Linked DNA regions of Capra hircus: region 1 is linked to region 2. A link is a contact called in public Hi-C data. All regions are on one chromosome and are shown on one strand. Each heading gives the region's core, a stretch centred on a gene start, on an enhancer-like site or on the middle of the called end of the contact. The rest is flanking DNA. Distances are from core to core; before and after follow the strand shown. Region 1 overlaps SLC4A9 (anion exchange protein 4). Region 2 holds the start of LOC102185742.

The links. Hi-C and Micro-C count contacts between places; a contact is called where the count stands out from the background.
Region 1: a Hi-C map of blood shows a contact between it and region 2, with 6 times the contacts expected there. The contact joins the enhancer-like site here to the promoter of LOC102185742 in region 2. A contact is called at or near these places in 2 of 5 Hi-C or Micro-C datasets (both in blood).

The regions. Positions count from the first base shown.
Region 1 is chr7:58,926,416-58,934,088 of ARS1.2, forward strand. SLC4A9 (anion exchange protein 4) reads right to left here. Exons shown (of 22, transcript XR_001918297.1): 15 at 6,331-6,492; 16 at 6,006-6,184; 17 at 5,297-5,369; 18 at 3,818-3,886; 19 at 3,435-3,608; 20 at 2,649-2,830; 21 at 2,228-2,320; 22 at 677-1,179. Among named protein-coding and RNA genes, the nearest start is that of HBEGF, 5.8 kb to the right of the region's middle. Within about 2 kb of position 4,351, at least 1 of the 5 cell types and tissues checked has an H3K27ac peak or open chromatin away from gene starts, as enhancers often do.
Region 2 is chr7:58,742,288-58,749,064 of ARS1.2, forward strand. It overlaps LOC102185742, which reads left to right and starts at 1,630. Exons shown (of 17, transcript XM_018051646.1): 1 at 1,630-1,831; 2 at 2,009-2,094; 3 at 2,176-2,223; 4 at 2,369-2,488; 5 at 3,075-3,152; 6 at 3,416-3,498; 7 at 4,018-4,104; 8 at 4,182-4,298. The coding sequence starts at 1,705.

The DNA.
Region 1 (7,673 bases), core at 3,101-5,600, 190 kb after region 2:
TAAATAGTGCTGCAGTGAATACTGGGGTATATATGTCCTTTTGTTTGTTTGCTTGCTTTTTTTTTTTTAATTATTTTTTACATGGGTATTTTTGAGTTATAGTTTCCTGAAGGTATATGCCCAGTAGTGGGATTGCTGGATCATATGGTAGTTTCATTTTTAAAGGAACCTCTTTACTCTTCTCCACAGTGGTTTTCTCAATTTACATTCCCACCAACAGTGCAAGAGGGTTCCCTTTTCTCCACACCCTCTCCAGCATTTATTGTTTGCAGATATTTTTCTGATGGCCATTCTGACTGGTTTGAGGCGGTGCCTCTTTGTAGTTTTGATATCTATTCTCTAATAACGAGCAGTGTTGATACTCTTTTCGTGTGTTTGTTGGCCTTCTCTATATCTCCTTTGGCAGGTGTTCTTTTTATTGTTACTCCTTAATTTCACTCCTAGGTATATACTCTGGAGAAATTCTTGCCCTTGCAGAAGACATTTTATACTCTTTGATATATATGATATCTTTCCCAGATTATAAAGTTATTTATTCTATGCAAAAAAAAAAATAAGTTGGATATGTATGCAGTACTGACATGGGGAAAACATCCAATACATCCTAAGTATCAAGCATGTTATAGAACTCAATAAATCTGAACAATATATACTAAAATGTGAGCCCTAGTTATCTCTGGAATGGTTTCCATTTCAAAATTATGCATATCTAGAGTGTTCCAATATTTCTGCAGTAATCTCATTCACTTCTGTGGTTTAAAAAATTAAGTTTATTTTTATACATGTAAAAACACTTTAAAATAGAGGAATACTTATTCTGAAAAGAGGGACATTTTTCCCTTTTGCAAACTGAGAAGAGTTCCCTGACAACCCCCCGATTGTATAAAAGAGAATCTGTGAGGATAGAAGTTTCAAAATGAGAAGGGCTCCTAGACTTATGTTCCTTTACTGGAGTAAAGGGTGAATGGGGCCTGGTCAGTCCCTCTGAGTTACCAGACTTTCCTAACCACAAAGCAAGCCTGCTTGTTCCCTGCCACTCTCCACCCCCAGCTCAGGAGGGTGACTGAGGTCTTGGCCAGCTGCCTTCCAGTCCTGCCCCAGCGTTCCAGGTTCCCAGCTGACTGAGCATCTGGCAGTTAAGCCAAAGGCCAGTAATTTCCTGACTTCCTGAGTAAATACCTGTGAACAGAGAGAAGGCATAGTGGGGTCAGAGCAAGTGCTCAGGGACACAAGTAAGACAACGAATAGAGCCGCGCAGTAGTGACAGGGAGTAAGGGGAGCTCAGGAGATCTTCTTCTGGGCTAGCCCATGATTTGCCCTGTCTCCCTCTAGCCCCCAGAATTTTCCACTGCAGCTGGTGGGGACTCAGGCTCTTGGACTTGGGAAACCATGGAGAGGACAAACCCCAAAGAGTTCATTTTATCAAAGGGGAAAAATTCCAGGCTTTTGCACATGCTGCACCCTTTGCCTAGAACGTTTTCCCTCCATCTTATTCTGACTAGCTTCTGTTTGTTCTTTAGATTTCAAATTATGGACCACTTCCTCTTGGAAGCCCTACCCAACTCTCACCACTTCACCACCCTCCTTGGAGGCCTCTCTGCTGCCACAGCCTCTCCTTCCCTGAGCCAGCACTAGCCCACTCTAACAGTTGCCAGTGTGTCTTTCCCACAGGAATTTTAACTTCCTGAGGTCAGGAACTGTGACTATTATACCACTAGGACCTGGACACTCCAGAAGTGCTAAGAAAATATTTTGAGAAACAGATGAATAAAATAAAAGAATGGCAGAAAGGGCAAGTGACAAAGAACCCCCCCCCCGCCCCCACTTGTTTGTAGTGTGGTTCTTGGCAGCCTCTGGAAGGAGCCTCCAAGGCTCAGCAAGCAAGCAAGCTGCTGGGAGCTTTATCCTCTTTCTCTCCTCCTATTCCTTTCCATTCTTTTATCTTCGAACCCTTCCCTCCTCCAGTTCCCATCCCTGCCGGGTTGGTGTGAGCTTGAGCTCCCTCTACTGGCTAGACTTCAGTGCCACAGGGAGCCATGCCCGGGTACCCTCTCTTGTTTCCAACTTTCCTCTGGAGAGATTCTTCTACCCACTCCCCGACTCTGGGGTTCATGAAGGACTGGAGCATGTAGAGGAAACAGCCATTCAGCACACAGTCGAGCTTTCCACCACCGGAGCCCCTACTGCCCCACCCTCGACACTGAGGGCATTTCCCTCACACCCTTACCTCAGTTTCCTGGGTCTCAACTCCATACTCCTACTCCAGCTAATTCACAGAGATGTTGATTTCCGGAGCCTTTGGCTGATACATCAGCTCTGACTGTGGAACAGAGATCTCAAGATGAGTTGGGAATAAAAAGACAGAAGACAGAGAGAGAGCAGACAGAAAAGGACCCAGAGAGGGAAAGGATATAAACCCACCTTAAGACAAAGATCCTGGGTAAGACAGTCCACTTAAGGGTGTTGTCCCTGACCATTTCCAACCCTCATACAGCCCTGGACTCTTATGAAGAAAAATTTCCCTCACTCCTTCAGTGTGCCTATGTTAATACAGAACTAGGAGGAGTCACTGTGTTGATCAAATCTTCAGAGTTAATAGAGATATTATACTTCAGTTACAACTCCTGGAGATGACTTCTCTCCCCTACCCCTCCCCTGTTCTCCAGGAGCGCACATCTTCACTGTCACTTCCACTGAACGAGCACTCTGGCTCCACGCCGCTTTCAGGGATGCTTCTCTCCTTCTCCGGCATCAGCTCATCCAGCCAGAGGAGTTCCTGTGGCGAGAAGACCCACTCCAGTGCCTTTCGGACCCCCACCAGGCCCAGCAACTGCAGGGATAGAAACAAAGCCACGGGCTGTCAGCAATAGCAGCAGGAACGTTAACAACAGTCACATTTATCGAGCACTTCCCATGTGCAAAGCATTGTGTATAGTTTCAGTGAATGCTAATACATTCATATGAGGTAGACATGATAATTATTTCCATTGTACAGAGGAGGAAACTGAGACCCTGGGAGCTTACTAACTTCTCAGAGGTCACAGAACTGAGATGTAGTAACCAGATTGGTTCCAAAGCAAAGCCCATGACTCTTAACTTCCTCAGTGGATAAGAACAAAGCCAGAAGCTTACAGTATCACCTAACTGGGTGAAAGAGTGCCAGCCTTGCCTCTCCCAGGTCCTCAGTCTCTTTCTGGGCCTTCTATCCCTACCTGTGGTTGATGAGCCCAAAGAGGTTGGGAAAAGAATTAAACCAGATATCTTAGGTCCAGAGCCTCACAGTCATCCCTTGGCCATGTTTCCTTGTCCTGAGATTCCCAACCAGGCAGAGCCAGGACAAGTGACAGAGGAGAGATTCTTCCTCTTGTGAGGCCGTGACCAACCCCCAGGCTCAGAGAGCCACCAGGACACTACCCAACCCTGCCACAGGTCACCATGATGGGGAAGATGATAGCTGCAGGGGTAGACTTGATTATCCAAAGCAGACCCAGGCAGGCAAGCTGGATGGCTGTGAACAGGTGGACCCTGCTCAGGGGCACATGCCGCAAGAACAGAAGGTCTGGCTGGTGCTTCGCTGGTATCAATAATAGTTGCACCCTCTTCGTGAACTGGGGGGACAAGGGGAGGAAGAAAACAGGGTACTCAGGTAGACTGGAAGGTGTCACTGTTAGCTATCCAAGCCTAGCTTGGAGGTCACAAGGCTCCCTTGGTCCCCTCTCCATCCAGAGTGTGGCAGCAGAGGCCCTGTGCCCAGGAGAGGCAGGAAAAGAGGAGAGGAGGAGAACTAGCAAATGGAGGCAGGAAGTAATGGGCTCACCTGGATGCTGCTAATCGCTGTCACCCCCATGTACAGGAAGATGCCATAGAGAAGAGGCACTGGGATGAACTGGTAGAGAGAATTGGAGAGCTGGCGAAGCAGTTTGCCTCTGCTAGCTGCCCAGATAACCCCATTTAGGCCCCAAGCCCAGCCTCCAGCCTCCAAGATCTAAACATACCCACTTTGCATGCCTGATTTCATTGAATCTTCACATCAGTCAGATGAGGTAAATTCTACAGTTGTCTCCATTTTACAGATGGAGAAGATGTATTTCAGAGAGGCTAAGTAACTTGCCCATTACCTCTCCACTCTTCTCTCTCACATTCCTCTCTGTTCTCTCTGTTCCTGTTGTAGTGGCCCCCTTTCCTTTCCTCAATATGCCCAAGTTTACTTCTACCCCTTTGCAAGGCCTTTTGCTTTGCTAGTCCCTCCACCTAAATCCTCTTCCCTGACCCCCCTCTCATTACTCCTGTCGTGACACCCCAGAAAGGCCTTGCCTGCCCAGCACCATTAAGGCGCTCCTGATCACCCCACCCTCTTTTATTTCCACAGGAGTTATCACTATCTGAAATTATCCTATTTTATTGTTTTAATTGTTTTTATCTGTCTCCTCTCACCAGAATGCAAGATGTGGATGACCTCTTTTGATCACCACTATATCCCCAGTCCCTGGAACAGTGCTTGGCATATGGCTTATGCTCGGTAAATAGCTGCTGAACAGGAGTCGCCTAGTTTAGCCAGAGGCCGATCCAGTCCATCTGGCTCTTTGAACTACTCTCCTCTCACCCAGCTTCCACGACCTTTCCCTCCCCTAACCTCCTGTCGTCCTGCCAGTGACTCTTGTGTGCAGTTCTCCACGCCCTCCTTGACTGCTCTGCCGTACTGGCTTGCTGAACCTTTCTGCTGTTACTTGTTACATAATTTTTATTCATGTGTATGAGTTGCTGACAGGGGCTTGGTTCCATATTCTTTTTCAGTATCCTTCCCCTTCCCATCCCCTTCTCCCAGGTGCCTCTCAGAGCCTTGCACTCAGCAGGTATTCTGTAAACATCTGGTGAGGGAGATGTGAAGGGTTTTTGCCTCAAAAGTTTTCCTGGATTGTGATGATCATGTTCTTAGTTCAAACCTCATTGAATGTGGAGTAAGAGTAGCTAGTGCTTGGCCCCTGGGGATGATGGCATGTCTCTACTCGGCTCCACTGGGTAGAAAGCCAATTGGGTCAGAGTTCAGGTTCTCAGATAGATCTGAGAAACCAGCTCTCTTGGCGGTCTCTTGTAAGTTCCTTAACCTCTTTAACTTTCAGTTTCCTCACTTTAAAAGTGCATATGCTTCTCATGGGTAATGTCAGGATTAAATGAGACTATGGGTGAAGAAAACTTAACACAGTGCCCAGTACGTAGTAATGTTCGGTCAATGTCAGTTCTTGCTATATTTATTATTTTTACTGCCCTGCCCCTGATGCTGGTTTGTCTAAGGTACCTTGAGTATAGGTGCCAGGAAGATGGAGATTCCTGTGAGGATGAATACTGCCAGTCCTGTCAGCCTCTGCTCTCTGTGGGGAAAGGAGGAGTTAGCTCTGGGGGAGCCCCTGGGGTGCCAGGTTGGGGGCCCTGGCAGGAGGGAAGTAGAGGGATCCCCTGATAGTTCCCTGGAAGGGAGGGGACCTGAGCTTGGTGTGAAAAATTGGTGGAGAAGAAAGGACAGGTTACCTCCATTCGAGGCTCCCAGTCCTCTTCAGCAACTCAAGTTCAAAGTTGCTCTTTGTTTTTATTTTGATGGAAAATTAAGCAATCTTATACTACCATAAAAACGTTTACTTCATAATGTACAAAGTTGATTTCCCATACTTTCAACAATTAGATTGCATTTCCAATAAAATTGTTTTTGTGATGTTACTCTATAAGATCAACGAGGTGCTTCTACACTGAGTGGGATTTTTAGGTGGCACTTCATCCTTGCTCAGCCTTCACACTCACCTCCATGATGCTCCCCTGGAGGCCCCTCCCAGTCCCACGGCTGAAGGAGTCCAGCACCCACCCGTTCACCCCACTGCATGCTCATGGGGCAGTGAGAGAGCCCTCTGGAGTCACCAGCTTAGAAATTAAGTTGCCCAAATAACTCTGCCCTGTACCCAGTACCCGACCTTGCTGCCCACGTCTCATTCCAGTCTCCTGAATACTGGCCTTACCTGATGCCCAGGAAGCTAGGAGCCTCCCCTGGGGCACAGGCTCTGCTCTCTCTCCGAAGACTGTCCATGTGGGCCAGGGAGATGACAGTGGCTGAGACATACCAGGGCAGCCCGAGCGCTGATGTGAGGGGCATGAGCACAGCCACACAGAAGAGGTCCAGGTGGAAGCCAGCTCCCTTCTGCAGGTAGTGTGGAGCAGTAAGGATGAAGCTAGCCCAGATCTGGGCCCTCTGTCCTCTGGGGTGGGAAAGGGGGGACCCAGACCCCACCCTGGAGCTCCTGTCACTTGGGCTAGGGACCTGGGGTCTGACCCTGCAAGTCTTACCCTCAGTCTGTATTCAGCACGGTTGAGGATGACCCCTGTGATCTGCTGGTCCATGAAAATGAGGATAGTCAATAGCAGAGCAGGCAGGGCAGCTGCCACACTCAGCCACCAGGGGTTGGCTCCAAAAGGTGACACCAGCCAGCCACGTCCAGGGAGTGTGGGCTGGGGAAGAGGAGTCCATGGAGAAGTTGGAGAGGCTATCTTTAGAATACCTCATCTACACACTCCAGCCATGGCATTCTTCCACAGTACCCCCTCCCCACCGGCTCTAAGACACTGGATGCTAGGTGGGAGCACTCTGTGTGTGTGCAGATGGTTCAGTGCATCCCAGGGCTAGGATGGCAAACAGCAGGATGGGGACCAGCCTGGGGGTTGGGCTGGAACCAGGGGCTCTGGACTTTGACTCTTAGGGTCCTGGAGGAGGTAGTGGATGAAGCCCACGCACATTTCTTGATGTACAGAGTACTTCTCCCTAAGCAACCACCCTCCTCCCCTACCAAGGGCTGGGCAACTCAGGTTCAGACCTGCCTCGATCTGGGGCTGGGGCAGGGGTAGGGCTGGGTGTGTCTGCGTCTGCTCTGATTACAAGGCGTCTGTGTCTGTGTCTGTGGGAGGGGCCTCAGTTGCTATCTTGGGTTCTGAGCCCCTAAGGCTGCCTTGGAGCCTTGGAGCCACCCTGCTTTCTTGTCCTGAGGGAAGCTGGAAGGGAGGTCTCCAAATGCACAAAGTTTAGGTACTAAGTGAGCACTGAGCCTTGTTCTGTGCACTGTCATGCCCTGGGCAGGGAGCTCTAGCTTGACCTCATCAGAGCAGGCAATTGGTGCAAAGTAGAGAGTGGGGAGTAGTGAGTAGGGCCATGCCAAGGGTAGGGAGAACAGAGAACAACAATAACCAGCATTAATTGAGGTGTTGGTATGAACCAGTCCCAGTAATGTGACAGTGCTTTGGACTATGATCTTCTGTGAACCTCAAAACAACCTATGAGGCAGAAACTATTGTTATTTATTATTTCCACTTTATAGATGAAGAAATTGAGGCTCAGAATGTGGGTTAACTTCCCTAAGACACACAGCTAGGAAGTGACAGAAATGGGACTCAGACCCAGGGCCGGCTGACCAGAACCCACTCTTTTAACCTCTTACCTGCAACAGTAGCTACCTATCCTAGGCTTACTATGTGTCTGGCACACAGTGTGCCCTCACAACAATTCTGTAAGACCATTATTATACTATTTCTATCTTATGAATGAGGAAACGGAAGGCTAGAGAAGTGTGGTATCTACTCATCTTCCTCCTCTAGGGTCCTGTCTGCTGACCCTGCTTTGCCCTCTCCCCTCCACGCCC
Region 2 (6,777 bases), core at 380-2,879:
GCAGTTCAGTGATTAAAACTCTGAGCTTCCACTGCAGGGTGCGCAGGTTAGATCTCTAATAAAGGAACTAAGATCTCGCAGGCCACTAGTGTAACCAAAAACAAAACAAAAAAAATTGCAGATAAAAGGGCTGGAGTTGGATTCAGTCATATAATTTATGATTTAATTAATCATGACTCATTGAAAAATGCGGGACAATGAGGCTCAGGGAGCTTCCTGGTTGGTGAACATACTGATGTACTGGGAAGGCACACCCTCACTCCATAGAGAAAGGAGATCCTTCACTCAGAACCCTCCCAGGCCTTGTCCAATGTCGACCTAAAAAAGTGACTGAGCACAGCACAGCTGAGTTCTGTAAGTCATTCTAGCAAAGTATGGAAGCTGCAGAAGAGTCTGAAGTTGGGGCAGTCTTACTGCAACTGTGTCCTCACCTGTGAAGTTTGGCCAGACTCTGGGGATCTCGTGACAGAAGCAGTTTCATCCTACATGGAACATGATTCAGTCACAGAAAGGAAAGAAGTACTGATAGATGTGTTAGGGAGTTAGAATAGGAAACAGGAGTCCAGAATGGCAGTGGCTAAAAGACAAGGGAGGGAAAAGCCCGCGGAAATGGAACAAAAGGAGGTCCGAGGACCGGAGTGAGGAACTCAGGTGGAACAAACAGCACTCCTGGCTGGCCCAACTTACACAGGGCAGGCCCAGGGGGGAAAATCACATAAAAAGAGGAGCCAGAGGGCCGCGGTCTCTCTCTCTCCCGCGTGCCGGTGCCCTCCCCCACTCTCTTCTCTTCAAGTCTTTGGATCAGCATTCCCTCATGCCTCGAGGATGTATTTTCCTGCTATTTTCTAAAGAAAATAGAGCTGTAACACAGAGCTGTAACACTGATCTAAGAGTTATAACATGGTCTGTTCGAGACCTGAGAGCTATAACATGGCCCGTTGGAGAGCTGTGACCCGCCGAGGTCTCTAACGTCTGTTGCTTCAAATTTTTGTTGAGAGGAGACAGAAGCACCAAGGAGCGTACACTGGGCTTACAGGTGCTACAAGCCAGTCACAAAAAGAACGTGAGTCCACTTACATGAAATGTCCAGAATAAGCAAACCTAGAGAAACAGAAAGGTGTTAGTAGATGAGTGATTGTTTAAGGGTCAGCATAGGGTGGGGGTTAGTGAGGCTACAGTAAAGGAAATCCAGTTCCTTTATAAAGGGATGGAAATGTTTTAAAATTAACTGTGGTGATAGTTATACATGTCTGCAAACTTACCAAAAACCATTGAAACACACACTTTAAATGGATGAATTATATGGTATTTGAATTATCTCCCAATAAAGCTATCATTGTTTTTTTAAAAAAAGAGTGGTATCTTTTATAAATACATACTGAAATAGCTATGTGTGAAATATAAAGTGTCTGAGATATGCTTCAGAAGAATCCACTAGGGGTGGAAAAGGGAACAGAAGAAATAAGACTGGCTGTTAAGTTGATAATGGCTGAAGCTGAGTGCTTGGAGTTCCATTAAACTATTCTCTTCACAGTTAATGTCTGAAAATTTCATAAGAGGAAAAAAAGAAAAATTCCGTGCAACAGTCTGACTCACTCAGGAAATAGAGGACTGTCCCTCCTTAGTTATTGTTTAGAGGCCCTGCCCAGAGCCCTCAGGTTGGGGAGATGAATTATTGAGGGGAATCTGAGAGGCACAGAAGCCATGGAGTGTGGAGGGGTGATGGGCACAGGGGCCCCTTTGGGCCAGGGCCCCTCAGCCCCCGCAGCCCTCGCTGACAACCCGCAGGCCCGGTTGACCGTGGTGGTGGAAGTAGAGAGGACAAGATCTGGTAAGAAGCCCCCACACGTTCATCTCAGAAGTAACACAGCCTGGGAGCACCTCCTGGGAGAGGGGGAGGGCAAGGCCATTTCACTAGGAAACTAAGGCAAAGGTTGAAGGCAGGACTTGGGGGTCCCAGGAGCTCAGTTTCCCCCAGGAGAGTTGACATGAAGTCCCCCTGTCTCAGGCCCCAAGGAGACCTGCTTCCCTACGCTCCTTCTTGAGGGGGCCAAGAGCATCCGCCTACTTCAGCCTGAGCCTCTGGAGTGTCAGGTAGATACAGGCTGGGCTGGGGTGTGTGTGAGTACAGGGGAAGATGGGAGTGACACTGTTGACTCCTGTCTCTGCTCGCAGGAACAATGCATCACCTTTGATAGAGTCCTGGGTTCTGATGCTGCTCAGGTAGGGGTGTCGGATAGGGTGATGGGAGGTGGTTGGGAGCACTCAGGACCCTTGATCCTGAGGTGCTGAGTATTTCCCAAACTCTTTGCTCAGGGCGGGCTGGGTCAGGGCACCTGAGTTGGGGGTGTGCCTGTGTCTCCGGCAGGAGGCAGAGCAGGAGCTGCTAGCACGAGTCCGGCCCACTCTGGGCTCTGTGAGCCGAGGGTACAGTGTGGCCCTGCTGCTTCGGGGTCGGGAAACGGAGGCGCCCCGGCTCGTGCCTCAGGTGAGTCCCAGAGAAGGCATCAGGCATACCTGTTTCGAGACTCACATGTTGCCTCCTCCAGGAGAACTCCAAGAACTTTCCCCTCCCCACCCTAGCTGGACTAGATGTCCCTCCTCGGGGTTCCTATAGCACCCCAGAGTCCATACAGGTTGTTTTGCCAGCATCAGTCATGAAGCTGTTGAGAGGTCAGGGAAGGTAGGAGGCTGGGGTATATAGGGTGTGGGTCAGGGAGGGGTGATGTACAAACATCAAATACTCAGGCAAATCTGATTTTCACTGTTCTTACTAATACTGATAACAAAGTTGAAAGTTTTGTTTTTAGGCTTCGTCAGAATGCCCCCAAACTAAAATAATTGCCTCAAAACCTTGTCATGAGCCCCTATCCTTGCAAACACCAGGTCCCACTGAAAATATCTGCTCCCTTGTCTGGCTTCCTGTGAACCATGAGCCCTGGGGCTGTTTTCTGTCTTGGCCACCATGTCCATGGCACTTAGCACAGGGTCAGGCATAGACTTCGCCCTCGAGAAATGTTGAGAAAGAAATGAATCCTTTCTCAATCTGCACTGAACCCCTTTCTCCACTTCAGCTGCTACAGGTGCTGTTTGAAGAAGCTCTGCCCCTCAGGGGCTCTGATGCTGTGCTTAGCACTCTTAGCCTAGTTCAGGTGAGGCCCTGGGGAAGGGGAAACCTGGGGCACCAAGGCCACGGTGATGCTGCCATAGAGCCTGAGACACGAGGGCAACCTGAAGGGCTTGGGTCTCTGCTGCTCACCAGTGTTGGCTTGCCTTGCTGGGCTCTCCTGTTTTCTGCCTGAAATGGCTGGATTTTGGTGTCCTGCTTGGCTCACAGGGCAATGGGAGAGTCACGTGAGCCAAAGTCTGAGTAAACCTTTAGTTCGTAACAGATGTTGTGCTTGTGTGATCTCAGCTCAGCGCCAACAGGAGGATCCGGGATTTACTGACTCCAGGGGCAGGGAACCTATCCGTGCTGGATGTGGCTCCTCTGGGCTTGTGAGTGTCCAGAGCCCAGTGAGGTCTGAGAGCGCTTATCTTTAGGCAGGGCTAACACCCAAAACCAAGTTATTGGAGGCTTCTGCCCACTGCCACTCCAAGGAAGAGAGGCTCTGAACTCGGGGTCATGCTTACAGGGCCTGGGTTTGCCCCCAGGACTCCCTCTCACAGTCTTCCCTTCATCCCTCTCACTCTTCTCTCCACCCCATCCACTTATACCTCCTCAGCTGTGTCATCACCATCCCAGGTGACCTGGGCATCTCACCGAGCAGAACTCCTGCTTATCCATCTATAAAATGAGAGGAATCCCAACTACCTTGTTCCCCACACTGGGCAGATAATAGGAGAAAAAAATAAGATCGTGAGGATGAGAGGCTTCTAGGGGACATACTGAGCTTGGAGCCTTGGGGATGATTCTTATAGGCTCTAGGGATGCCCATGGGCTCCCCATGTAGAGATTCTGGGGGCTGGACAGAACCCCTGTGCTTAGGAGCTGAGTCCAGGCTTTCCTTCCTCCAGGGTGGTGGAAAATGCCAGTGAAGTGGAGGTATCGGACTCAAGAGCTGCCTCAGAGCTGTACTTGCGGGCTGCATGTGGAGAAGGCAGGTGAGGACAGGAGAACCCCTGTCACTCCCCCAACCCCGCCCTGGTCGTTTAGCCTGAGCCTATGGTCTCCATCACAGGAGCTGCTCTCTGCTCACTGTCACCATGTCCTGCCTGGCGCCTGACCCTTCTGAGGGGCCTGGGACCCAGGGGATGTGGCAAGGAGCCTTGCGGATCCTGCAGCTTCCAGGAGAAGTGTAAGTCACATGGGGGTTTTTAATAGCTTTAAGGAAGGGTTGGGGAGAGGGTGGCTGAAATATGGATGTAGAGGCCCAGGCCAGCATCAGTCTCATCTTTTCCTCACCTCTGACATGCTCAAGGATTTGCTCCCTTTAGTATTTCTTGTAAAGCAGGTCTACTAGCAATGAACTTCCTCAAACTTTTTGTTTATCTGGGGATATCTTATATCTTGCCAGATGTAGAAATTTTAGTTGACAGGTTTTTTTTCCTTTCAACATTTTAACTATGTCATCGCACTGCCTTTTGGGATCCATGGTTTCTAATGAGGAATTGGTTTTTAATCTTATTGAAGATCCTTTGTGCATAGTAAGTCTTTCATAAGTTTGGGCTAATTTTGGAGCACTATTTCTTCAGATATTCTTTCTACCCTTTTCTCTTTCTTTTCTCCCTCTGGGTCTCCCATAATGTATATGTGTGTACACTTGATGGCAGCCAACAGGTCTCTCAGGCTCATTTTCCTTTTTTTTTTTTTTTCTTTCTTCTCCTCAGACTGAATAATTTTATTCGACCTATCTTGGAGAAGGAAATGGCAACCCACTCCAGCATTTGTGCCTGGGAAATTCCATGGATAGAAATGTCTGGCAGGCTACAGTCCATGGGGTCACAAAGAGTAGGATATGACTTAACAACTAAACCACCACAACCACACCCAGATTTACTTGCTCAGATCTGCCCTCTAGTGAATTTTAAATTTCAGTTATTGTACTTTTCAGCTCCAGAGTTTCTCCTTGGTTCCTTTTTGTAATTTCTATCCTATTGATAATCACTGAGACATCATTTTCTTGATTTAGTCTTCTGAAAATATCTAAGACAGTTGATTTAAATTCTTTGTCTACTGAATCCAGTGTCTGCTTCCTCAGGGGCAGTTTTTATTCATTTATTTTTCTTTTTTCCCTTTGAGTGAGCCATATTTTCTTATTTACATGCCTCATAATTTTTTTTTGGAAACTGGTCAATTTGAGTATTTTTGTGAAGACTGTATTATTTACTGTGCTGGTCCCTTAAGTCTCCATTCTTTTTCCTCAGTGCTCTAATATTTTAGATATGATAACCTGGTAACTGTAAACATTGGATTCTCCCTCCTTCCCAGGGTTTGACTTGTTGCTTACTGTGGGCATCAGCCATCCATTTACTTAGTTACTTTTCCAAACAATTTTTGCAAAGACTGTACTCCTTGCAGTCACTGAAATCTTCATTCTGTTATCTCAGTGCTTAGCCAATGACACAGAATTCCCTAACCTCCAAGAACGCATCTCCACCTCAAAAAAAAGATAGGAAAGGGAGGAAAAAGAAGAAGGAAGAGAGGAAGGGGAAAGGGAATGAGGAGAGAGGAATTAAAGGAGCAGGAGGTGGGAAGGAGGTTAGGAGAAAAAAAAGGAGGAAAGACAAAGAAAAAAAATCCTCTAGGTTTCTACACACTGACTTTGTGTTGGGTCCATCCTTCAGTGCTCAGCCAGGCCATTTACTGCTCTGCCTTAGCTTTACATCCTGCTTGTGCTGAGCCCTCAATCAGCCAGAGGTGAAAGCCTATGGTCTTTTCAGTTCTTTTCTTACCGTACACACTGCCTTGGACACGTGTGTGACTTTCTAGGTACCCTAGTACACATGGCAACTTTTCAAAAACTCTTATTCCCCCAAAATTTCACTACCCAATTTTCTGCCTAGTCTTTGCATGTGTCTACTACTTGCCCTGTTATTTATTTCTTGTTCTTTCATCTCTCAAAGTTTGGAGGGACCACCCTCTGGCATAGCTCCTCTGCCCCAAGAAAATTCTAAGACAAAGGAAACAAAAGGAAACTTCTTTTGTCCTTTGTGTGAAACCCAGGCAGTCAAAACAAACACAATTCCTTGGGAATGAGATCTACTCTGCTCTTTTCAGAACCAGGTACCACCATCAGAAATGTGGGCTGTACTGGGGAGAAGGTTGGGGATAAAGTAACTTAAAAACACCACAAAGATCTCTTACCATAGGAAAGTTGCCTTTCTCCTGGTTAAACTTCACTTGATTGCTGTAAATCTTTGACTAACTCCTAGAGTTTCAGTAAGGTTGATTCTGACCATTTTTTTGCCAGATGCTTCTGAGGAGGGACAAAACCCTAGAGTTCCCTGTTCTGCCATTTTTGTTAATGTCACCTTGCTTTGCCATTTTAAAATTGGGTTGCATTTTTATGTATGTATGTATTTCCCCCCTGCAATGGAAGCACACAGTCCTAACCACTGAACCACCAGAGAATTCCCCAAGTTGTACTTTTATTACTGAAGTGTAAGAGTTCTTTATATATTCTGGATACAAGTCCCTTGTCAAATGTGCAATTAAATTCTTTTTTACTATGAGGATGTATTATTTGTGTAACTTCAAAAATAATAAAATAAAGATCTATACAAGGTCACAAATCTGTCTGGTGGTACACAAAAGTGACTGGAAATAGTCAACCT